2 separate regions of the Mus musculus genome follow, and region 2 is linked to region 1. The links are chromatin contacts, called in public Micro-C maps. All regions are on one chromosome and are shown on one strand. The core of a region is the stretch at or near the end of the contact, and the rest is flanking DNA. Distances in the headings are between cores, read along the strand shown.

Region 1 (3,591 bases), core at 735-3,234:
GGCCCTAAACTCACAGAGACCCTGAGTGCTGTGACTAAAGGCATGGGCCGCCACCACCCAGTGGGACTTTTGTTTTTTGTTTTTTTGTTTTTTTATTTATTTAGTTTTTATTTTGTTCAAGGTAGGGTTTCCCTGTGTAGCCTTGGCTGTCCTAGAATTCACTCTGTGAATCAGACTGGCCTTGAACTCAAAGATCCATCTGCCGCCTGAATGCTGGGATTAAAGACGTGCATCATTTTCTCTATACATTTCTAAAATGAAAAAATAAAGTTGATCTATTCTTCTTCCCCCACTCCTCCATTCATTCATTCATTCATTCATTCATTCACTTATTCACTCATTTTGAGTTCTAGCAATGGGACCCAGGGCCCACACACAGTTACAGGTCAGGTCTATCACTGAGCTATATCCCAGCCCCAGGTGAGTCACTTCTCAACGGGGATCAGTTCTAGATCGAAAAACTTATCTAAACTATACCATATTAACATTGTGTCTCTCAAGAGTGATTTGCAGTCTGTAGAGTGCACTCAACTATGCGTTTTTGAATGTCCCTGCTTTCAGGAGAGCACTCTGCTAGAAAGGTTCTAACTGCCCCAAGACCTTGACAGTGCAAACGCAGTGTTAAAGCGGATTGCATTCTGTCTGCACCCATGACACTTGTAAACCATACTATGATTATGCTGAAGAAATGCACTACAAACCCCACAGAAGCCTCGCACTGCTGGACAGACAGGTCTCAATCCATGCCAAATCAGAAAATCACGGGACAGCTTCTCTGAAATCTCGCTTGAGAAAAGGTCCATTGTAAAATCTCCAAAGGTCCTGAAAGGCTTTGAGGAGCCAGGAGAAGCAGTGTTCCCACCCATTGGGAGGCCCCCAGTGGCAGCAACTGTGGAGAGGTTAGGAGAATTCTGTGAGCTAGGGGCTTCCCAGGGCGACCACCCCCAGCTCCTCTTTCCTTTTCACAAAACAGAAGTGGGGATTTCGTCTTTGCTGAACAGCCTTTAGGACTTTCCCAGCCTCCCAAGGAGAAGATGCAAAGTGGGGGTCCCCACTTTTAAGGACCCCTGAAGCTCCCCTAGGACTTGACCCTGGTGAAGTGTTTGTAAAGATGCTGCCCCATCTGCATTTCACCCATTAAGCCATCCTGACTAAAGTTAGGGCGTGGTACTACACTAGGCAGCTTCAGAACCTTCTAGATGACATTTAAACAGTTCCGATGGAGAACAACAGCTTCAGGCTGTATATCGATAAGCGCAGGCCTGTGCACTGTGCTTAAAATGGTTGGGAGGGGTTTGGGGTGGGCATGAAGGCCGGAGCTCGGGACCCTTTCACCCTCCTGTACTGTACCTGGCCTTCAGTACTGCCTCCCGCATCCCTTTCCACACCACCACCTCTTACTTTCTGTTTCACTTTTCTTCTTTCCACCTCTTCTGCAGCAGAGAGCAGATTACAGGAAGTAGGAGACAATCGAGTTAAACTAGGTAACTGAACTGTGAGCAGAGCTCAGAGGTGGAGCGCTGGCTTAGAGCCTGTGAGGCCCTGGGTTTGATCTCAGCTCAGAGAAGTGACAGCCTTTTCCAGGGCATAACCCACTATACTCCAGAACAAGCCAGTAGAAGTAGGCTTTACCTCACCAAGGGCAACATGGATTGGCACAGACCCTTTACGTGCCGTGCCCATGCTTAGAAACTATGAGATCTGTTGAAATGGGAGAGGGAGAAATAGAAAGACTTGCTTGTTGACACCCAGAGATATCCATGTCCCTGTGTCATCGGAAAGTGGAATTCTTCTTTTATGCCAAGTACCGGTTGTCCTGTCTCTGGGGGAAAAAATGTCATACCCTGGGCAAGCATGGAGAGAGAGAAAAAAAGTAATTCAGGAGCAGGCAGGCATCCAAGCATCCGACTGAGTATACAGCAGGAGCCGATCTGTGTGAGCTGTGTGTGGTTAAATCAGTCAGGCCTGAGTGAGTCATCTGATACTCTCAGGATGTCTCAGCAGAGAAGCCGCACCAAGCAATGCAGCTTAGGGATCAGACAGCAAAAGTCCCTTTATCATTGAAACCTCCTGACCTCAAAGTCAGTCTTCTGTGTTTACATTCTTTGGGGAAGTCACCTCAGAAGACATAAAGAGGCTTTTGAGCTTGTAGCTTAGCAATTTTCACAAGGATCCAGAACCACCTTTTTCAGTGGCCAATTTAAATGTCTTATTAAACCAGCCTTTGAGCCCAGATCACTTATTAAATATTTGACCCAGGAATCTAAGCCTGAAAAACTAACAACATTAAAAATGACATACAAATAATATGGGAGATGCAGGTATGTTGCTATCTAGGCTGAGAGCATCTAAGCTATAAATTTCAAAACCTTCTTGACTGAAAAAGGAGAGTGCCAGGTAAGTCCATTTGTCCTGAGTCCCACGGTGGGACCAGACCGTGGTTGGCATGGCCCAGAATGAGAAGAGTCCAGGCAAGCAGGAGCTGCAAACTCACCAAACTCTTCTACACTTGACCGTTTGAAACAGAAACAGCAGCAACCAGAAGACCATTTTTTAAAGATGGTCTTTTTGTGGTAAAAATAATTTGAGGTAATGCTCTTCTTAGAAGTTTGGAAGGAATCTGTTGACACATAGCTCCAACAAACTATAAACACCCCCAACCTTTTGTTAGGAATGTATACCGCCAGCAGTAAAGCATGGGGCTTATTGAGATATGAGGAATGCTCCTATAACAGCAAGGAGTACCCACAGGGATGCTTCCAGCATCTGACTAGGGCTCGCATGTGCTGCTGGCTAGGCGTGACAATGGCATCGAGGGTGAAGGTCTTCTGTGTGCGCAGGTCTAGCTCAGGGACAGTATGTTCACTAGTTCACTGATGAGCCTGAGAACAGGCAGAGAGCTGCTGTGATGGGTCAATCAGGGCCTTTTGTGTGCGCCTTTGTTCTCTCTCTCACCAGTGTCTCTCTCACCAGTGTCTCTCTCACCAGCATGTTTATCACCAGTGTTTCTATCACCAGTGTTTCTATCACCAGTGTTTCTATCACTAGTGTGTGCATTTCTATCACCAGTGTGTTTATCATATGGTCTCATAGGAAACTCACCAGCAAAGGTGGGCATGGTAGCTCACACCTAAAATCCCAGTACCGAGAAGTTTGAGGCTGGCTTTAGCTACATATGAGATCTTGTCTAAGAACCAAAATGAGGAAGGGAGAGAGGGAAAGAGGGGGAGGGGAGGGAGAGAGTGGGGAGGGATGAGAGAGGGGGAGTGAGGAGGAGGGGAAGGGAGAGGAGGGGGGGGAGAGGGGGGAGAGGGCTTGCTTCACCTCCCACTGCTGGGCTGGCAGGAGAGTGCCAGCATCCCGGATGAGTCAGTTGGTTTTATTCCAATGCTCTCCAGCACCTTGTACTACTTTATAACTTTGTGAAAGTGAATGGAGACAAATTAAATAAACAAATATGCAGTGCTTTATAAGAGAATAAATATCTTTATAAGTGTGTGAAAGCCACAGTTTCTTAGGAGTTTGAATAATAAGAGAGAAAAACCCCATTGATTTGGACTTTCTCAAGGCATTTTAAATGTGTGCTCTTCA
Region 2 (3,591 bases), core at 284-2,783, 190 kb before region 1:
TCCTGGGGCTTGGATGTCAGTAGAGTTCACACAGCCCAGACCCTTTTTTCTGTCGACTTTCATGGGCTCAGACCACTGGGATTATACCCTGCAGAGCTGTGTGATCTTGGGAAAATTGTCTTAACTCTTGTGACTCAAATTCCTTGCTGATAAAATAAGAAATTTCTCTGTGTCCTCTTACTCCACCACTTAAGTACACATGTTTAAGCTAGTGATTCCAAACCAAACAAATGATAGCTTTCAGCCTGCTCCAGCACATATCCTCAAACAGCTGAGTCAGAGTGCATCAAGACAAGCAATTAGATTAGATCTTTCGTCAAGAACGTTTTTAAAGTCCAAGTTGTCTTCCTCTTAGGTACAGCCTTACAATTTTCCCAAGCAAGGACCTAAATGCAAATGGCAAAGACTTCGGGAATCTTCCTAAGATTTCTTCCAAAGATTTAGGAATCAGACCTAAACAATCAGCTATGGGATGTGGAAGAGCATCAGAGGTATCAGGGGTTTATCAGTACCCAGCCTGATAGGTTTCCTACAGGACCTGGGAGCAAGACGGGAGCTACTGCTTCCTGGTGATTTCTATTCACATTCACACATCTGCACACATAAGCCACTTTAAACAACAGGCTGTGGGGTCCTTACACAAAGACAAGGCCACCGGCTGTCAGGGCACTACACTGAATTGGGGACACAAACCCCATTTTCCTATGTAAATTGGCCTGGGTGCTCTTAAGACCCCCAACAAAAGGGGTCAGTCCTATAAAATAGGGCCATCTGGCCGGCCCCAGTGACACCTCCAAGGGTGGGCGTGAGAGAGTGGTCTTCAAGGGACCAGGAAGGTAGGTTGCACTGGAGAGTGCAGCTGTCACCTTGGTCCCAGGGTCCCGCCCGCCCGCAGAGGCTGGAGGCGATCAGATTATAGGTGGTCTTAAGCCCCAGGGCCTGGGGCGCCTGAAGGTCTCATGGAAGCCTCACACAGTTGGGCAGGGCGGGGCACGCTTTGTTCCTGGACCCCCGAAAGGGTGCGGCGCCTCAGAGTTGGCTAGAGTCACTGCTCTGTTCCTGGGGCCTCAGGGCAGCTAGCGCCAGGCCAGCAGCCTTGGGCGACTCCATAGCAACAGCGTGGGAGAGCCACAAAACCAGAGCTGGAGGGGAGAAGGCCGGAGGGAAACAGGAGAGGGGGCACGAAGCAGGGAGAGGGGACTAGAAAGGATAGTTTGCTGCAGGAGAGAGAGGGGGAAGGGGTTCGGTGACCGGTGGGAGTTAGCAATGAAGAAAGATAGGGTGAAGTAAATAAGGGACCGGCACTGGGAAAGAAGGAAGGGGAGTAGAGGAAAAACAAAAGATGAAGGAGCAGTCAGAGAGTTGGGAAGGAGTGAAGGGGAGAGAGAGGTAGATCAGCGGGGGAGAGGTGGGGAACGTGGAGACGGGGCGTGGGGTGGGGTGGGAAGAGGGGAGCGGAGTCCGCATAGGAGCTGGGAGGGAGGGTGGCTGGAGAGAGGAACAGGGCGCAGTCAGGGCGGTTCTGCACTGGATCCCTGGCCGCAGCTGCTGTCCGCGGAGAGGGGAGGAGCAGGCAACGGCGCGGTGACGCCAGGGACCCTAGTGGGCTCAAGGCGCCAGGGGGCAAGCCCAGGTTCCTTCCACCACCACCTCCCCCGGGGACAGAGTCTCTGTGCAGCTGCACACGCGCTTCCAGACCCAGGGATCCCCAGACTCATGCAGAGCAATCTCCCTAGGATGAGGACACCCGGTTACCGCCCACAGCAGGCAGAGCGGAGAGGGTGGGCGCTCCCCATCCGGAGGGCCCAGGTCGTTTCCCCGAAATATTTATTTCACCAGAGAATATTTTTCCATTACAAAACTATTAAGCGATGTGGGCTTTTGTTTATGAGTTTATCTCCTACCCCATTCCCCCCAAACATGGGACCTGGTATAGAGAACATATTACTAATGTTAACCTTGGAGTCAGAAAAACGGTTTTCTAATTTTCAGCGTAAATTTTTTAGAAAAAGCCAGTCCTAGAGGTGTCATCGTTTTTAAGTCTGACCTGCTAAGCGCTAGTTTACACACACAGTCCTAAATTAGCGAGACGGGACTGACCCTGCTTTAAGTTTTCTACGAAAACGGACCACGATTACACTCTGACAGCATTTTTGCGCTTACATGCACGGTGGTACTGTATGTGTGATTGTGTGTGGTGGGAGGGGGAGGGAGCAAACAAACTAATTTCGGACACACCGGTATTTCAAAAGAAATCTCACAGATAAGTGCTGTGTGTTTTATTTTAAAACCATCATAAGACATAAAGGAAAAACAAATAAACTTCTGGACGTTCTCAGCTAACATGGCCTATGGGAAAATGAAAATAAACCTAATTGAAAAAACAGCGCTAGCCATAAATAGGATTTGCTTTCAAGCAGAGAACGTGGTTGGAAAAAAAACCAAACCAAAACAAAAAAGCAAACCACCAATCAAATCCGTGCCCTAAAGAACAGGTTCTGTGGATGCAGCCAAGACTTTCGCTTTGCTGTTTGTTCTGAAAATGCAGAAACACAACTCTGGTTTTCAGGTATTACCCCAAAGAGCTTTAGTTTCTCCTGCCAAGTTAGTCACCTACCCCAAGCCGCAGGCAAGCTCCTGTGTGGGTTTGTGGTAGCCCATCTAGTTTCAACATTGTTTTTGACCGAAAAGAAAAGATGAAACACGTAAACGAACTTACAATTCTATTTACAGAACTCTAAACTGCATGTGGGACTCGCAGGCTGAGTCCCAAAGAGTGGATGTGTGACATTTTCTGACAAAAGCCATCTTAAGTAATTTGTGGGCATCAGTTTACAATCCTTTACATTTAGAAGGCAGAAATTGATATTATCCCATTTTGTAAATGAGAAAATTGAAGTTTACAGAGGGTTCAAAGAAAGCCTGTCCAGGTTCACAGATCCACGCAGCACCAAATGGCAGAGGCAGGACAGACCTGACAGAGACCTTTCTGTCACTGGCCAGCCCTGCTGGGCTCCTTGACTACCACTGTGAAGAAAGAAAGAAATGGGGCTTTCTTTGCATTTAGAGGGACACCACATGAAGCCCCAATGGACATACCTACAAGGTAATCGGGTTTCTCCATTCTGCCCAGTTGCTAGATTGGATTAGAAAGACACTGACATCCAGTGAGCTGCGGAGGTGACTCCGTGGGTAAAGGCACCTGCTGTGGGAGAGACCACCTTCTCCAAACTTGTTTTCTGACCCTCTCCCTGCCCATTCACATACACCAGGCACACACACAGTAGTAATAATTAACTTCAAAAGAAAGATATAAACTGAAAAATAACTTTCCTCTTTCTTTTCACTGAGTTAAAGTTAAGTACAAAGTATTGGGTTTCATCTGGGCCTCCTCAGCCTTCCATGTTCGTCACTATACTCTTATTCTCAAGCCTTCCTCTCCACCTTCCCTGGCTGGACAGAGCAAAATGACAGAGACAGAGCTAGAGGTGGCCTGTGTTGCCAACGCTTGGTGGCTGTGGCGGGGCCTCTGATGTCGGAGGCTAGCTTAGGCTACATAGTGAATCCAAGACCACCTTGAGAATTCAGGGA

What was found. A called contact is a pair of places that touch in the nucleus more often than the background predicts.
Region 2: a Micro-C map of muscle stem cells shows a contact between it and region 1, with 2.3 times the contacts expected there. The contact joins two enhancer-like sites. A contact is called at or near these places in 2 of 484 Hi-C or Micro-C datasets (muscle stem cells and nephron progenitors) and 4 of 115 datasets of contacts at active chromatin or transcription factors (CD8 T cells, bone marrow-derived macrophages and embryonic stem cells).

Annotation. Positions count from the first base shown.
Region 1 is chr3:9,152,229-9,155,819 of GRCm38.p6, reverse strand. No RefSeq gene overlaps it. Among named protein-coding and RNA genes, the nearest start is that of Gm41996, 21 kb to the left of the region's middle. Within about 2 kb of position 1,984, at least 158 of the 459 cell types and tissues checked have an H3K27ac peak or open chromatin away from gene starts, as enhancers often do. A contact at or near this core is called in muscle stem cells, where this site is marked.
Region 2 is chr3:9,345,078-9,348,668 of GRCm38.p6, reverse strand. No RefSeq gene overlaps it. Among named protein-coding and RNA genes, the nearest start is that of Gm41997, 3.0 kb to the right of the region's middle. RefSeq lists an enhancer at 375-1,914. Within about 2 kb of position 1,533, at least 126 of the 459 cell types and tissues checked have an H3K27ac peak or open chromatin away from gene starts, as enhancers often do. A contact at or near this core is called in muscle stem cells, where this site is marked.